Linked DNA regions of Sus scrofa: region 2 is linked to region 1. Evidence: chromatin contacts called from public Hi-C data. All regions are on one chromosome and are shown on one strand. The core of a region is the stretch at or near the end of the contact, and the rest is flanking DNA. Distances in the headings are between cores, read along the strand shown.

Region 1 (5,875 bases), core at 7-2,506:
TGCAGGGGGTATAGGGGATGCAGGGGTTCTGGGAAGGAAGACTGCCCAACCATGCTCTCTAGGAGTTCCCCTGAAAGGCTGCCTACACCCAAGGACTGATGTGGAGGGACGGGAGCAATTAAGACTCTTCTGAGATCTTCATAGGCCCTGTTGGTGATGGTGATGGCTGGGATTGAGGCAACAAGAAGTGGGGGGACCTGCGATGGGGGTGGGCAGGGAAAAGATGCACTAAGTGCGCCGTGTCCCTCTGTCTGCAGAGAAGACAAATACCTTCTTGTCTTCTCTGGCCCCCATGCTCCCCATTCTTTAAAGACCATCCTAGGGGCCACATCTAGTGGAACCCCCCACAGTCCTGGCCTTTGGCCTGGGCTTCCAGACTTTCCTGGGATAGAAGAAGACTCCTGATGAGAAGGGTTGAGGGGAATTGTGGTCCAGACTGCCTCTGCCTTAAGTCCTGGAGCTGTTTCTCTCCCAAGTCAGAGCCCAGGACCCATCTGAGCATGTGCTGTCTTGACGGCCATCACCCAGCCGTCGTCCTCAGGAAGAACGTGGTGACCTTGGGCCAGGCTGGGGGAGTGTACACATAGACTCCAGCGCAAACATAAGGACTTGGAGTCCAAGGGATCACGGGGTGCCCAGAGCTAGGATGGGACAGCATGGAGCCAGAGGTACATAGACTGGTGAAAGCCTCCGGGGGTGTCTCATATGTGAAAACATCAGTGGTGAGACAACTGGTGGGACTGGCTGAAATCTAGAGCTGACTCACAGGTCAGGTTCCCTGACACCAAGGAACTGACAACATCATGGTGGGGCACCCCAAATCCTCAGAGACCCGCAGAATGAAGGCTGTGTTCAGAAGGACCCCCAGACCCCTCTATTACATTGGGGCTGCTGAAGTCTTGAGGAATGATGCTCCCACGGGCATGTGAACAAGCTGGGAGTTGGCATCTAAGGCCATAACTCAGAGCCTGGCCCAAAGGGACACCTTGCAGGGGGAGGGTAAGTTGTTCCACGTGCCTCAGGAGGGCGGGGAAGCAGAGTCAGCATCAAGAAGAGAGGAAAGGAGGCCTGGCCAGAGAGCAGAGGCTCAGTTGTGATTAAGCAAAGACTCAAGCTCCAGAAAGGGAAACAGGGTCCCAGCGGAGGACGTGAGGGCAGCAGGGCTGGGGCCCTCAGCCTCTAGGGGGTGGCGGGGAGGGGGTCCAGCCCCAGGGAGTAGCCTTGCAAGGGACTCTGGGAATTCTGAGTCAAAGAGGCAGCAGCTGCTGCTCTAAGTGGCTGCCAAGGAGTCTCCCGCTGAGGGCGGTGTTACAGGCGGTGGTGCAGACTGCAAACTTGTGGCTGCAGACTTGTGGCTGCCAAGGGGGAGGGGGAGGGAGTAGGAGAGATGGGGAGTTTGGGGTTAGTAGTGCAAACTCTTACATTTAGAATGGATAAGTAATGAGGTCCTATTGTACAGCACAGCAAACTCTATCCCATTCCTTGGGTTAGAAGACGATGGAAGATAGTATGTAAAAAAAGAATAGATGTATGACAGGCTCACTTTGCTATACAGCAGACGTTGAAGGAATATTATAAATCAACTATACTTTAATTATAATAATAAGAAGAAGAAGTCAGCCACAAAAGAGGTCCCTGTGGGAAGGCTGCAAGGGGACTTGACTGTAGAGAGAGTTACAGGCACCCCTCCCTGGCTGCACCCTCCTCCCCCCATAACCTGGACAGGCCAGCTGTAAAGAATCTTGCACGGCAGCTCCAGGGAGGGGACAGGAGGGAAGACAGGTGATTCTGAAGAATGTGATGGCGAGGGGCGTGTTCACTGTGAGAAATAAAGTCCGCAGGTGAGGAGGCCAAGAGACTCTCCAACCTCCCCTGACTCCGGGTATCCCTGCCCTGGGAAGGGGGCACCCTGAGAGCTTTTCTGACCTTTCTCCGGAGGGCCAATGCCCCGTGGGAACCGAGCAAGGGGAATTGTGGATGGAGGTGGGAATGCAGCTGCTTCAGCTGGAAGAGCCTGGGGGTGCAGATGGCTGTTGTGCTGCTGAGCAGGAGTAAATCGGGAGGGAGGGGAGGGCACAGGGCCGGATGGCCAGAACCGCCCCATGGCTGACCTGGCCCTGAGGGGTGGGGAGCCGGCAGGCACAGAGGCCGCCCTGAGTGATCAGCAGGAATGTGCTGGGAGGGTTCTGGAATGCGACCCTCCTCTTCAGCACAGCATGGGGGAGCGGGCAAGGAGGCCCACACAGACGATGTTCTGGTGTCAAGAGGGTGAGAAGTCTGACTGTCCTGACTGACCAAGTTGCAAACGTTCCCGAGGGAAGGCAGGCACAAAGTGGCCCCCACTGCAAGCTGAGTGTGGGAACGTCTGGGAGGGGAGTGGGGGAGGGAGGGAAGATGGGGACTCAGGGGCCAGGCGGGCTCACTGGGTGGTACCCTGAGATGCAGCACATCCCTCTGAAGGCACAGACCTGGGTGCAGGGAAGTCTGTCCCCAGCATCAGCCATCTGCTCAAGGGACAGGCAGGGAGGGTAGAGCCCGGATGGCAGGACTCGGATCCAGACTGTGAAGAGTGTCCACGTCTTGATGTCATTCCCAGGGGACTGGGCTTGGAGGCACAGGCTGTAGAGAGGTCCTGGCTCCAGAGGTGTGAACTGCACTTGAATTTGAACTGGGCTCTGGTGTATCTTCCTCCTGTTATCCCTGTGCTTTGTCAAGCCTTTATAGTATTTAGGTGAATTTAGAAGATGGGGTAGGAGGTGGGGCAACATCAGAGTGGCAGGGCCATTCGTGAGGGGCTGACTCACACTCGAGGGAGGGGGGTGTGAATCTCAGGGACTTTGGTTCCAGCGGCTCTGTGGCGGTAAGAGGAGCAGAGTGCCTGAGATCAGCCCTATTGGGTGGAAGGGGACACACCTTGGATATGGGGGACCCTGACCATCGGGACCTGGAAATTCTCCCTTCACTGTCAGCTCTAGAAGCATCTGGAAGATTCTGCTGGGGTTGCCTTTACAGAAGCAGATGCAAGGAGAGCCAAGGCCACCTTGGAAACAATCAGTGTTGTCCTTTGAAACAGTCACTGGAAGAGCCTGCAGAGCTATTTTCGCAATGCCACTGCCATCTGAACATATTCCTGTGCCCTTCTCTGGCAACCTCGAAAACCAAAGCTTTGGACCACTGAGAAAAATCAAAAGAATGAGCTCCCCCCAATCCCTAAGGATAAACTGCTAAGAGGCTGTGCAGTGACAGCAGCAGCATTGCAACAGGTGTGGGTTTCTCAAGGCGGGTTCTTTGATGGGGACAGTGGGAGTGTGGAGAAAGGACTCAGTCTCAGGAGTCACGATGGTCCCAGGGCAGGTATCCACCTGGCTCTATCCACATCCAACACAAGGAAATGACCAAGCTCTGATGTAGGGCCACTCACCAGAACCGTCCTGCCTGTGGACATGGCTGGGAAGGTCAGCCTCACACCAGTGACCACAGGTGCACATTTCCTCACAATGAGGCCCATCAAAACCCAGAAGCAGACAGTCAGACCCCACATCATCATATCAATCAGTTTTGATGATTGTGCAGGTTTGTACATTGTGTGTACAGAAGGTGCATACATGACACAGTGTACCTTCTGAAGGGGATGGAGTCTGGGAATGATGAAAGGCTTAGAATGTACTGATTTCAAATTTCAATTTTTTTTTTTGTCTCTTTGGGGCCACACCCACAGCATATGGATATTCCCAGGCTAGGGGCTGCATCAGAACTGCAGCTGCTGGCTTACATCACAGCCACAGCAACGCCAGATCCAAGCTGCTTCTGCAACCTACACCACAGCTCATAGCAACGTCAGATCCTTAACCCACTGATCAAGGCCAGGGATCGAACCTGTGTCCTCATGGATACTAGTTGGATTCATTACCACTAAGCCACAAGGGGAGCTCCTCAAATTTCAACTTTTATGACAGCATAAAGTTACCCTCTTCCCCACATGGACAGTCAAAGGGAGAACATGAAAGGAGACCCATCCTTTAGGTCTAGAAAGGCCCACAGGGGACTCTAGGGTCTCCTGTCACAGATTTTGCTGTCATATATGAACTGGCGTTCAAGTCTCAGCTCTACCACTTTCCATCTGGGCTGACAAGGGGCTGACTAGCCCCTGGGAGACGGATCACTTATTTGTGGACAAAGGCCATGACCTCTCCCCATCTTCCAGGCCATGGCAGGGGTGAGCGGGTGTGTAATATGCCCAGGACAAGCCCTGGCATGCTGCCTGTGCTCCAAATAAAATAATGGGGGCTGCCCACCACTAGGGGGTTTCAAACTGGCTTCCATGGATCTACAGGGCTTGCTGAGGCCCTCATTTCCTCTTCTTCTTCCTTTTTTTTTTTTTTTTTTTTTTTTTTGCTTTTTAGAGCTGCATCTGCAGGCTATGGAAGTGCCCAGGCTAAGGATCGAATCAGAGCTATAGCCGCTGGCCTACACCACAGACACAGCAATGCAGGACCCAAGCCAGTCTGCAACCTACACCACAGCTCACAGCAACACCGGGTCCCTGACTCACTGAGTGAGGCCAGGAATCGAACCCGAATCATCATGGATCCTAGTCAGATTTGTAACCAACTGAGACACAGTGGGAACTCCCCAAGGCCCCCACTTCTGCCTTAAGCAGAACAGCTCTGCTCTTATCTACTTTATGGCTTTTTACCTGATATGGTACAGAATTAGATTATCTGAAAAATCCCTGCACCAGGTAACGCCTACCACGCCTTCTGGCAATGAGCTTGCTGAGCAAGCCAGTGTGTGTGTAGGATTCGGCTGGCTCTCCCCTGACCTGGGTCTCTCTTCGTCCCCAGGCCCTGGCCCTCCCCCGGCCCCCACGGGGCTGCCGAGCGCACCTGGTGAAGCGGACCTCGCAGATGCTGCACATGTATGGCTTCTCCCCGGTGTGGGTCCTCATGTGCCGAGGCAGCTTCCCGGCCCCCATGATGACTTTGTGGCAGATGGGGCACTGCTGAGAGGCCTTGGGCTTCAGCTTGCGCTCCTCCACCAGTGGCCAGGGCGGGAAGAGGCCCCCTAGGTGGGTGGCACTCAGGAAGTTGAGATAGGCACCGTAGTCATTCTCTGCCTTGATGGGGCCCAGCGGCCCCCCGGGAAGGTCCGGGAACATGTCCTTGAAGAAGTCAGTGGGGAAGGGCGGTGGTGGGGGTGGGGGCAGCTCCTCCTTCTCCTCCTCCTTGATCTTGCGGTTCTTGATGACCAGGTCCAGGGGCCCACTGTCCATGGGTTGCTCGGGCAGCTGGGTGAAGGCACCGAAGTCCCCTGGCCAGAGGTGTGGAAAGAAGTCCGGGGCGAATGGAGATAAGGAGGGTCTCCTGTCAGGGATGTTGGCTTTGGGGTACAGGTTCTCCCTCAGCAGAGATTCGATGGAGAAGTCCCGGATCACGCCCAGGTGGCCCGGGCTGCCGGCCTGGAAGGAATCGGGAAAGTCCCTGGGAGTATCCGAATAGGCCTTCTCCGAGAGGTGGTCCGTCTTGGAAGGGCTTTGGTGGCAGTTGATGTCCTGCGGGTCAGGCAAGTTTTCTTGATCGGCAAAATCCTCCGTGTCGTCATCGTCCTCTTCCTCCTCTTCCTCCTCCTCTTCCTCTTCATCCTCCTCCTCATCATCTTCGTCATCATCATCGTCCTCCTTGTCATCCTCCTCCCCCCCATCCCCCCCAGGCTCCATGATCTCCAGGCACACGTTCACGATGCACTGGATCTCCAGCATCCTGGCCGCATTGAGGATGTGCTTGACATTGGAGGCGGTGATGGTGAGCGTGGAGGTGTAGGCGAACTCCAGGATGGCAGCAAGCGCCTCGGGCTGGACAAAGTCAATCTCGTAGAC
Region 2 (5,399 bases), core at 1,782-4,281, 390 kb after region 1:
CTTCTAGGTCATTTCTGACTAATATAGATTGACACACGCTGAATCCAGAACTGTTTTGATTTAACAGGGTTCTGCTGGACTGTACATGACATTAAAGACTGAAGAATAGGAGTTCCCGTCGTGGCGCAGTGGTTAACGAATCCGACTAGGAACCATGAGGTTGCGGGTTCGGTCCTGCCTTGCTCAGTGGGTTAACGATCCGGCGTTGCGTGAGCTGTGGTGTAGGTCGCAGACGCGGCTCGGATCCTGCGTTGCTGTGCTTCTGGCGTAGGCCAGTGGCTACAGCTCCGATTCAACCCTAGCCTGGAACCTCCATATGCCGCGGAGCGCCAAGAATAGCAACAACAACAACAACAACAACAAAAAAAAAAAAAAAAAAAAAAAAAAAAAAAAAAAAGACAAAAAAAAAAAAAAAAAAAAAAAGAAAAGACTGAAGAATAAGCACTGACCTAAGGTATTTAGGTTTGGGAGAAAAAAGTTCTCTTAATCATTCTGTTTACCATTCAAATCCTTCCTGCCCATACACACGAGTAAGAAACAAGTGCCTAAAATTTAAGTGGCCAATGCACAGTTCTTTTTAATTAAGACACTTTGTTTGCTCAATAAAATACAACGTAAAAAACATTTACTGAAAACCCACTCATTGATGTCTAATAGCGTGTCAAATACTCATAACAACATTTATTCCAACACCCCCGGATAATTGCTCATCTTTCTCATTTAGTATCCACAACAGCACAGCGTTTGTGTCCAAGAGTAATTGATCCAGAATTGGGCTCCCTTTCAAAAATATCTGTAAAACCTAATTACCAGGAAAACAGAGTTCTGGCATCCTACCGAAAGTGGGTGCTTCACAGTGCTTCACAGTGAGACAGGCTGCAAACTCATTCTGGCTAATCAAGCCACATTATGTTACACAAGGAGTTTGAGGAATTTGGGGTGAGGAGGGAGCAGGAAAAGTTGGGATAGTGTCAGACTGCAAATGGGCAATGACAGTTCTGATTTTTTTTTTTTTTAAGCCAAGGGCAGGGGACAGGAAATTAGCTGGCAAGCTTGGATGTAAAAAGTACCAGATAACGAGCCCATGATGGACTGGGGGTGTGGGGGTGGCATTTCTGATCTCAGGCCCTACAAGGACTTGCAGAGAAACTCTCTCCACCCTGGCCTGGGAGGCTGATGTCATTTCTAGTCTCCCTGGCCTCTAACCACTGTGGAAGGTCACTTTCTCCTTCCTTGGGCCTGAATCTGCTCATCTGTAAAATAAGTGCTTCTAAAATTTCTAGAGTCTCTTTCAGCTTCCAAATTCTGTGACTTCCTTTAAAGCCAAGGGTATGCTTTCCTCTCAGGTACTTGTTGGGGCTGGGGGAACAGGGAGTGGGAACAGGACCAGCCAGAATGAAGGGCTGAGTGTTTCCAACTCTCATGCAGTTCTGTACCGACTTGCAACAGCTGGGTATCAGACCCACTCTGGGGATAATGATTTCTTTCAGCCCAGGGCGGACCTACCCGGGTGGTGCTAACCTCACTGCCCTGGATTCATCAACCTGGCCAATGAGGAATGGGGCCAAACCACTGGACTTCTCTCAGAGCCTCTCTCCCAGGGCTGACCAAGGCACATCTTCCTCTTCTAAACGTCTTCCCTTCCCACCCTCATTCCTCTTTCTGTCCCAGAGGCCCCAGAAACCCCAGGCCTAGCCTGGAGAATAGACCAGCGAGTTTCTCTGGGCAGGCAGCCACATGCCACCAACTCTTTGCTCCTCTTGGCCCTGGACCCTTGACACCTAGGCTTGGGTACCAGCCTCCGCAGCTGGATTGAAAGAAAATGAGCCGTTGCCGCTTCGCTTTTCTCTGGTTCCTCCTCGATCCTCTTCCTAATGAAATCAGAGAAGCAGCCCTAATAACAAAGCAACACAGCGGCCAAGGACGATCTGCTTTCAAAGGAGCGAGAGATGCGCACACCACGAGCGAAGGCGCTCCCTAGTGCGTGTCACTAGGAAGAGACCTTGCGCTGCCCGGTGCGGGCGACAGATACCGGGCTGGTCTCGGCTTAACTTTCCCGAGGCACGGAGAAACCGTGCGTGCGCCCATTTCCCGAACTTCCCTACTGGACAGCAGCGTGGGTCTCGGAGTCCTGCAAAGGAACCACCTCCAGCGGGGACCGCCACGAAGCCCTTGAGGCGTGTCGCAAGATGTGCGGTCCCAGACTTTCCAGCCCCTTTCCTAATTCTCAGCATAAGACCTCAGTGCGGATGCCAAAGTCTCAGGAAACCGCCGCTCTCCAAAATGTTCGCGCGCCTTCCCAGCAGAAGTGCGGTATAACTTTTGGCAGAAACCACCTGTGGCTGCTGACAGGCCCGCCCCGCCCGTGCCCGAAGGCACCGCCGAACCCCGGGCCGCACGCGTCCGCATAAGTTCCCTTCCAGCCCGCGCGCCACTTCGCTCCGGGCCGCGGTGCCAGCCAGGAGGCGCGGCGCCCGCTCGCTGGCTCGCTCTCGGCTGGCTCTCCCCTCCTCCCTCCCTCCCTCCCCCCGCCTCCTCCCGTCGCATGGCTGCCGCACGGAGCCCCTGAATAGCCACCGCAGCCCCCCGCCTCCTACCCCCCACGCCGAGGGCGCCTCTGCCCCGCCGGCGCCCCGGGGCGAGCGGACCTCTGGCCTCCTAGCAACAGCCCAGGAAACCGCTCTCCACCGCCCGCGATGCAGAGCCACCCTCCGGGAGCTCCGCGACCCCCGACCTGCCTCGGCAACCAAGGTGCGGGGGAAACCGCGACCCTAGCAGCGGATGCCCCAGCACAGCGCGCGAAGCCACTCACCTCTATCCGCCGCTGGACCTGCACGCCTCCCGGACTAGGCGCGGGGCAGCGGTCCTCAGTCCTCCCTCGCCACCGCCGCCGTCCGTCAGTCCCTGTGCGCCCGAGCAGCGCGGGCCGCGCGGCTGTCAGAGTCTCGTGGCGGGGCTGCGCTGGCGGTGTGGAGCCGAGCGGCGGTGGCGGGCGCGCGGCAGCTCCTCCCTCCCCGCGCCGCGCCTCCGCCCTCCTCGCGCCCCGCCTCCCGCGCCGCGGCTGTCAGCCCCGCGTCCCGCGCCCGGCGCCCGCGCTGCCCGCGCCACCGGTTCGGGGTGCGCACTGGGCTAAAGGGCCCGGATGTCTGCGGTCGCCTCTCGCTCGCGCCCGCCCCTTCCCCTGCGCCCCCTCCCCACCCTGCCACACATGCACTTGCTACGTTACAACCTCCTCCTCGGCTCCAATTAATTTCTATTTTGACAGTAACTGTGGCGGTGGGCGGCGCTGCGGGGGGCGCCCAGGACCCGCGGAGGCGGCGGGCGGCAGTCAGGACGCTGCGCGGGGGCGGAGTGGGGGGGGGAGCAAAGCCACCCTCCGCTTGGGGCTCCGCGTCTTTTTTCTTTCTTTCCTTTTTTCTCTTTGCCTCCTCCAGGATTTAAAGGGACAGCCCCGGTCGAGGCGAGAGGCCAGGCGGCCGCCGTTTCTCCGGTCTCCAGACGCCCTCTGCGGCCCGGCTGGACCCGCCCGCATCCAGAGCACAGGGCTCCAGACCGCCGGGTATTTTTAGGTCCACACCCTGCCCAGGACAGCGGAGCAGCAGAGCTTGGCTTGGTCGCCCCGGCGCACGGCTATTTTTACAGAGTCTGATTAGGGGAGGAAATAAAACAACTCAGCAACTGCTTCCCCAGTGGAAAGTAGGGAGCAAGAACTGGGGACAGAAGTTTCCCAAATGCTCTCAGAATTTCAGCGAGCTCGGAAAGACACATCTCTGACACGAGAAACCAAAGGACTGCAGCACTCCAGGGCCCCCAAATCCCTGCGGGCAGCCCAGCCTTAGAGGCCGCTCGGACGCGGGATCTCCGGGCCTGGGTACCCAGCATGCGAGCGGGGAACCAACCTCCAGCCCTCGTTTACTCCCTTGAACAGCCTACAAGGCGGCTTTCTGAAGCATCCAATCACCCAGCTACGCAGCCAAGGGGCGGGCCCTGGAAGGACTTGGCCCCGCCCAGTACCTCCAAACACCGCCTCCGCTGGTACCGTACGGAGGGGAGAGTCTCCTTGGGATCCGCTGCAGGCGCTGACTGGTGACGGACAGCGCAAAGGGCCCATCAGGGAAAAGAGGAGGGGGATCTTGGTTCAGGGGCGACGATGTGAACGCTCGCGGACGAGGCGACTCTCTGAAGAGATGTTCCGGCCACCAGCTGGCCGGAGCACACTGGCGCTCCTTTTTACAACCCCCGCTTTCCGCGCTCAAGGCAGACATAGAAACCCTTGCCCACCCTGGCGCGACATCTGCGACTGTACCCTCGGATGTCTGCAGGTCCTCTCCAGGGCTGGTTCTTCCGACGCTGCGAAGTTTTCCGTTCTCAAATTCTTACAGGGACTGTGCTTCCTGAGCTGCGCGGGACGCTCAGGACAGGCGAAAAAGAGAATCCCTCCCTCCTGACCCCATTCTGGCCATTGACTAATGAACGGACAGTGGGACTGCGGCCGTCCGCATCGAGTCCTTGAATGTTGAAGATACTCTATGACATCCTTTACAGAATTCACGAAAATAAACGTGTAGACCCTTTACTTGGCCCTTCTTGCCAGTTCTGCTCGCTGGGAATTGTCTTCCTTTCATTCATTCGCGTAATAAATGCGCATTGCTTGGCACCGCTTTGGTGTAATGAAAACAAGGGAAAAGATTCTGGAATAGGGCGTAACTTCAGAAAGCTAGGCACAAACATGAAAAGGAGAACTGAAACAGAGTTGTGCACATCACGTTTCACTAGTCAGAGAGGCCTAACTTTTCCTAATAAGAAAATGTCATTCATTTGTCAGTTTGAATAACCACCTTATACAAACTGTTCAAAAGCAATAGAAGTCTAAGGAAATCTGTTGTGGAAACTAAGATTTTTCAGATTCAGGATGTCAGACTTCCAAGTAGCTAAAGCTTTCAGTGGCAAAATAATAACCTTACTTTAAGCAGCCCTTGGAGCCTTTACCCTCCCAAACTAGGTTGTATCCCTGCTAAATTTGGTTGTCTGCCTCACTTCCTTTCCTTACAGGGTCTTCAGCCATTTGGAGTACCACAGACCCAGCTGATATAGTCGAGCTTCTAAGCCAGAAGCATGGGGATGCATTTAGGAAGTACCTGGGAGATGTGAGCTCTGAAAACTGCAAGACACCTGCAGCTGATAGGAATGCAGTCCTGGGAATGAGGGTAGCCATGACCATGAAAAGGGTGTTTTGTTTAAAAAAAGAGGGAGGTGGGTATTAAATCAGAAGTGCCTCTAAATCAGAAAGGATCACCTCCCTGCTCTGAGTACAGCCTGCTCAGAGCAGAGGTTCCATAGCTGTGCATCACTGGATGGGTTTCCATGCCATGAGCTATGGAGGAGGGTTCTATGGCCCA

What was found. Hi-C and Micro-C count contacts between places; a contact is called where the count stands out from the background.
Region 2: a Hi-C map of fetal skeletal muscle shows a contact between it and region 1, with 2.6 times the contacts expected there. The contact joins the promoter of ZBTB7C here to the enhancer-like site in region 1. A contact is called at or near these places in 10 of 47 Hi-C or Micro-C datasets (embryonic fibroblasts, epiblast stem cells, fetal skeletal muscle and 6 more) and 1 of 2 datasets of contacts at active chromatin or transcription factors (skeletal muscle).

The regions. Positions count from the first base shown.
Region 1 is chr1:97,620,450-97,626,324 of Sscrofa11.1, forward strand. ZBTB7C (zinc finger and BTB domain-containing protein 7C) reads right to left here. Exons shown (of 5, transcript XM_021092801.1): 4 at 4,887-5,875. Among named protein-coding and RNA genes, the nearest start is that of SMAD2, 140 kb to the left of the region's middle. Within about 2 kb of position 1,257, at least 8 of the 83 cell types and tissues checked have an H3K27ac peak or open chromatin away from gene starts, as enhancers often do. A contact at or near this core is called in fetal skeletal muscle, where this site is marked.
Region 2 is chr1:98,012,127-98,017,525 of Sscrofa11.1, forward strand. ZBTB7C (zinc finger and BTB domain-containing protein 7C) reads right to left here and starts at 3,032. Exons shown (of 5, transcript XM_021092801.1): 1 at 2,813-3,032.